2 separate regions of the Mus musculus genome follow, and region 1 is linked to region 2. The links are chromatin contacts, called in public HiChIP or PLAC-seq maps. All regions are on one chromosome and are shown on one strand. Each heading gives the region's core, a stretch centred on a gene start, on an enhancer-like site or on the middle of the called end of the contact. The rest is flanking DNA. Distances are from core to core; before and after follow the strand shown.

Region 1 (2,911 bases), core at 43-2,542, 240 kb before region 2:
TCAAGCTACCCACAACGGCATAGGAGCTTCTCACTGGTCAGAGGGACTTGTCCGTGCTTTGTGGGAGTCCCACATTCTCTCGTTTATTTTTTAATTTTACATCTCTTATACCCTTTATCAGGTATCCTCTTTGCTCGACGCCAACCTGTGCCAGCTTCCTTGGGTCCAACCAATCCTCCACCTCTACCCTCTACAGGGCCCCCTTCCAGTACCTTGCCCTGAAAGCAGCTACTGAGAACCAAGAGTCCCAATATCATTGCTTAGGGGGGGAGAAGGCACCCTCCTACCTTGATTCTTTCAGGATGTGACGCCCACTCTGGGATCCAGTCCTGGTTGATGTCAGCATGCCACCTCCACACCAAAGGGATTTATATTACGTTCCATCTACCTCACCGTAAAAGGCAGACACTGTCTCCCTAGCTAATTTCAGCAGCATCTACCAAAGAGCTTTCCCCCGAGAACCCCTATCACTCCGTCATGTAACCCCTATGTCAGTGTCACCTTTGGTACCCCACCTCTTTGAGTCAATTCTGCTCCTTTTCAGGAAGCAGGTGAAGGATTGGATTTGAATGTGAAGATGTCCCTTGGGTTGCATCTGGAAAATAAAATTGTACTTCCCGTGTCTCCTGTGCCTCCTCTTCTTGCTTGGGTCTGGGAGGTGGGGGATCCACAGACTACATTGAGCTGTCCAAGTGGAAGCAGAAGAACAAAGCTCTGAGAGAATAGAAGAGCACTTTTTTTTGAAGGGAAGCAAGCTTTCTCTACATTGTTCCCTGACTGGTCTTGAACTCACTGTGTAGAGCAGGCTGGCCTCAAACTTACAGTCATCCTTCTGTCTCTCCTTTCTCTCCTAGCACCACCACACAGAGCGCGGTCACAAATCAGACTGTTTGGGTGTACGTCCTGACAACAAGAGGCTTACGTACAAATCACTTGATCTTTAAAAGATTCCAAAAATGTATGGTGTCTCTCCCAAGAAGCTGCCTACTGATCTATGGGTATAAACCTATCTTGGAATAATAGGTATATTTATACGCTAACTCTCAGGGAATGGGGGAGGGGAGGAAATCTCTTCGAATCTTGGATTTAGAGCACTAAAAGTCTTGACAACCAAGTCCTGGAAACCAGGGTAGAACTAGGACCCAGAACGTTACCTAGGTAACCAGATTGCTTTGACATCGGTTATTTCCGACATCCAAAGCCTAAACAGTGACGTCACTTCCTACAAGGCGTGACGGTGCTCTCGGATTGGCCAGTCTTCTTATTTAGGCGGACGTCCCACCCTCAGGCTGTTCCGGGTTGCTGCGGCCAGGCTGCAGAAACGATGGCGGCTCTGACCGATGTGCAGCGGCTACAGTCTCGAGTGGAGGAGCTGGAGCGCTGGGTGTACGGGCCGGGCGGGACCCGAGGCTCCAGGAAGGTGAGGGGTCCGGTCTATTGATCCGTTTGTGGGGCAGAGCGGGACAGGAGCGGTCCACTGGCCCTGCCCTAGGGTCGGATGCTACCACTTCTGTCAGGTCGTCCTCAGCCCAGGCTCTGAAATAAATAACAAAGATCTAGAACCTCCTGGTACCAATCGGACCCTTGAGGTCCGTTCCCGAGGGGATTGGGATGGGGGAGATGCTTAAGCCTTTTTAAGATGGGTTCGGTGACAACTTTCACAAAAACTCCGCGCGCTCACAGGCGTTCTAAGGAGACCAGACGCATTTAAAAATTGATTAATGGGAGTTTCAGTAAGAGCTGAAGCCCGCAGTGGAGTGTCATCCTAGAGCCATGCAAAATTAATTGCTAAATGAATTACGCGTAGACAGGAGTCCTAGAGGAGGCAGAGCACAGGTGCTACAGGCTCCAAAGGGTGAGCGGTGAGGTCTGAGCAGGCCCAGAAAAGGAAGATTAGTAATTGAGCCCTAAGTGTCCAGATGTGGGCGAACATCGTGTCTGAATTTTGACAAAAATTTAGAGGTGCCCTAAAATCCCTTTTTACGATGTTGAAACCATTTACTGGAGCGCTTCTGGTAGAATTAAGAATGTTCTGGAACAAAGGTAATGATGTGTCTCTGTATTTTTTTGTAAAATTGTCACCAGCACATTCTGTTCCAGTTTGAGAACCAACTTTTCGAAACACTCTCCCCCTTTGGCATCTATTTGTGTGCCTTCCCTTGTGTGTTAGTCCCTTAAATATTAGTATTCACCTTTTACACAAGCCTTGAGTGAAGTCGTTCATTTCCTCAGCCTCCGGCTCCAGCTGACTCTTGACTGTTAGAATCCTAAGTCCTAGGCAGGCTCGTTCACTGCCGTGATTTCAGTTACTCATTTCACGTCTTTATGTTTCCAGTGTGTAGCTCTGTTTCAGACTTTCCGAGAACCCGATTGATCTTTGTCTACTGGTCTCCTCCACTGGGCTATCCCGCAGACATCTTAAGCTCAAACCCTTAACTACTAACTGTATTCTGCCTCTAAACTGATTCTCTTCTGTATTCTCTACGATGGGGATTGCACTGTCTTTGGGATCCCAGAGTGTTCCGTCTCCTGTACTAGACTTGATGTGGAGGGTATGAGGCTAGAGCTAGGCCAGCCAGTTCGTTCCCCAGCCTTGAGCTAAGAAAGACCTGGGTGAGGGTATTTGCATATATCATGCCCAAATATAGGGGTTAGGAACCAGGAAATATATAGTATGTAAGGATGCCCCATTAAAGCCTAAATTAGTTTATTATCTCCCCAAGCAGACAAATACTCACACCCTATCCTGCAAAGGAGAGCATGATTCATTCCCTCTCACATTAAAGGCACCTAAAGTTGAAAGACCTTCAAAGACTTGAAAGTCTACAGAGAGATAAGGATCCTTCTTCCAGGTCTTCCTTCTTCCTCCTCTCCTCTCCTCTCCTCTCCTCTCCTCTCCTCTCCTCTTCCT
Region 2 (2,700 bases), core at 174-2,673:
AAGCACATCTCCAGAACGGTACGATATTCTAGTTGACAATGATGGGATGAATGCGTGTGGGCGTGGGCATGTCACGGCATGTGTGCAGACATCAGAGGACCAGTTTTAGGGATCGGTTCTCTTCTTCCCCCTGGAATCTGGGGATCAAGCTCAAGTTGTTAGGCATGCACAGCAAGCGTTTGAAACGCTGAGGCATCTCGGCCACTCTATGTAAGATATTCTAAAGGGGTTTCCCTGTGGCACCTTAGGCTCAAAGCTTCCCACATATAGACAACTTCAATGACAAAGGGCCACTGACTGTCCTTCCTCCTCTCCACGTCCTCCTTACTCTGTGTCTACTGTTTTAGTTTCCTTCTTCCTTCCTTCCTTCCTTCCTTCCTTCCTTCCTTAAAAATTAAACAAATTGCCGGGCAATGGTGATCCCGTACCTTTAATCCAAGCTCTTGGGAGGCAGAGGCACAGGCAGATCTCTGTAAATTCAAGGCCAACCCAGTCTACAGAGTGAGTACCAGGACAGCCAGGGTTACACAGAGAAATCATGTCTCAAAACAAAATAATTTTATGTGTATGGGCATTTTCCTATATGGATGTCTGTGTGCCATGTCCAGAAGAGAGCATCCAGTCCTTTGGAACTGGAATTGCAGTTGGTTGTGAGCCACCATGTAGGTGCTGGGACTCAAACCTATGTCCTCTGGAAAAGCAGGCAGTGACTTTTGTTTATTTATTTATTTTTTAAGATTTATTTACGAGTACACTGTAGCTGTCTTCAGACACACCAGAAGAGGGCATCGGATCCCATTACAGATGGTTGTGAGCCACCATGTGGTTGCTGGGAATTGAACTCAGCAATGCTGGAAGAGTAGACAGTGCTTTTAACTGCCGAGCCATCTCACCAACCATTTTTGTTCCTTGTAGCTCAGACTGGTCTTGCACTCTCAGCAATGCTCCTGCCTCAGCCTCTAAAGTGCTGAGCCTCAACAGGCGTATGACACCCGTGTCACCCATCATAAATTCTCCCATGCAATAAAAAGCGAACAGCAAAATCAGGTCATTTTCAGTCCCTTGCAACTTTGATGTGTGAGGTTTTACACTTTTCAGATCCCAGCCTCCCGTTCTAAGCGCACAGGGCTGACTGGCCGGCCAGTCCTTGTTAGGAGGCAGCCTGCCTGTGGTTTGGCACTACTGCCCAGCAGGCATTTATTAAATCAGTGGGATGTGGTCCCTGCTGGCCTGGAAGGGAACATTAAGCTCCAAAAACTTCCTGCAGCAGGCCTCCTCTGGAGAGCGCTGCTCAAAGGGGTGAGGAACAAACCATTTAGGTCCCTGGCTGTGCTCCAAGATCTGTTCACGAGCACTGCCCAGTCTACGGAGGATCAGTGACTGGAAACATCTGGAAGCCTGCTTAAGACCGGGTGACTGGTCTCCCTTTGGGGTGGCTGCTCTTGACTCTGTAATCCAGGCTGACCTTTGCCAATGCCCCTTCCCCTCCAATCTTCTGCACTTCGTTGGGCAACAGCCCTCTAATAAAATCCACATGAACCTGGCTGCTAGCGGCTTCTGGAAGGGCTCTAAGATCTAACGCCTGCCTCAGCGTTCCTTGAGCCCGAGTAGCAAAACAACAGAAGGCTGAGACCAGATTCTTGCACCTCGGGGTCTTACAGCGGTGCTGCGGGGAAAGCCAGTAGGTGGGGGTTAGGAAGGAACAGCAATGCAAAGTCTGCTGAGCCCGGGGAGAGTCGTTCTGGGTATAGGTGTAATGACATAACCTAGGCAGAGCCCGTGAACATGGGCATGCCTATTCTCTACTTCAATCATGCTGACCGGGAGACAGCCCAGGATAAAAGGTGAGGGTGCAGTGCTAAGGGTTGGATCTGAAACACTCCCCAGGCCCCTATAAAAGGGTGCTGGAGAGAGATCTGAATAAAACGCTCAATTCCTGCACTCCAGTTCTATGGCTTGGAGATTCCAACTCTACGGGTCTGTATGCGGGGGAGGAGATGCACAGAGTTGCAGAAGCAGAGGGGTTACCCTCCATGTGCTGGGTTTCTTCCAGTCTCGTGCCCGAGCCCTTAGCTTTTTGGGGTATAGTATTTGGACATACAGTTTCCTATAGTTTACACACTCGGAATGGCCAAGTGGTCTAAGGATTCCCTTTGGTTACATCTAAAGCTCTGACTCATTTCAATTTTCTTTTCCTCAACCAATGGCGTGAGTCCAAGAAAGCATCACAGGTTGAAAGGGCATGTACGTTGCTTCCAGTTTATTTATAAATGACAAAAGACATACTTCGGGGCTGTCATTTAAAAAACCGTACCCCTCCTTTGTTTTTTAACTTAGCTAAAATTCTTGCTTTGAAAGTAATTATTTTAAAGTAAAATCCTTGCTTTACTTTTTAAAGTCATTATTTTCTATGCTAGGGATTGAATCCAGGGCTTCCTTGCTGTCACCTGAGAGTGCCGAGTTAATTTTAATTTCACTAACCTATCTGCTCTTGGTTGTTAACAAGCCATGACCCGTGCATCCTTCCCTGGATGGAAGGGTGGGTTTATCTTGAAAAACCCTTAAGGATGCAATGGAAGCATTTGTTCTGGTCAGCTCAGGCCGGTGTGGAGCAGAGAAACTGGTGTCCTTCTTGGAGTGTTGCCTTCATCTCCTTGAACTGAGCCAACTGGCAGGCCTCCTCCAGCCCCAGCCAGCGGT

The links. HiChIP or PLAC-seq counts read pairs in DNA pulled down with a chosen protein or histone mark.
Region 1: an H3K4me3 HiChIP or PLAC-seq map of forebrain shows a contact between it and region 2, with 4 times the contacts expected there. The contact joins the promoter of Dctn3 here to the enhancer-like site in region 2. A contact is called at or near these places in 18 of 39 promoter capture datasets (the 3T3-L1 cell line, 3T3-L1-derived adipocytes, the C10 cell line and 11 more), 17 of 484 Hi-C or Micro-C datasets (CD4 T cells, the G1E-ER4 cell line, the N1E-115 cell line and 11 more), 24 of 115 datasets of contacts at active chromatin or transcription factors (the 230-238 cell line, the NIH/3T3 cell line, VIP interneurons and 15 more) and 3 of 9 other capture datasets (adipose tissue, liver and pancreatic islet).

Annotation. Positions count from the first base shown.
Region 1 is chr4:41,721,544-41,724,454 of GRCm38.p6, reverse strand. Dctn3 (dynactin 3) reads left to right here and starts at 1,292. Exons shown (of 7, transcript NM_016890.4): 1 at 1,292-1,420. The coding sequence starts at 1,325. It overlaps Arid3c (AT rich interactive domain 3C (BRIGHT-like)), which reads left to right. Exons shown (of 8, transcript NM_001017362.2): 8 at 122-619. The coding sequence ends at 222.
Region 2 is chr4:41,480,459-41,483,158 of GRCm38.p6, reverse strand. It overlaps Nudt2 (nudix (nucleoside diphosphate linked moiety X)-type motif 2), which reads right to left. Exons shown (of 3, transcript NM_025539.2): 3 at 2,233-2,700. The coding sequence ends at 2,597. Among named protein-coding and RNA genes, the nearest start is that of Nudt2, 17 kb to the right of the region's middle. Within about 2 kb of position 1,423, at least 64 of the 459 cell types and tissues checked have an H3K27ac peak or open chromatin away from gene starts, as enhancers often do. A contact at or near this core is called in 3T3-L1-derived adipocytes, adipose tissue, cerebral cortex and 4 more, where this site is marked.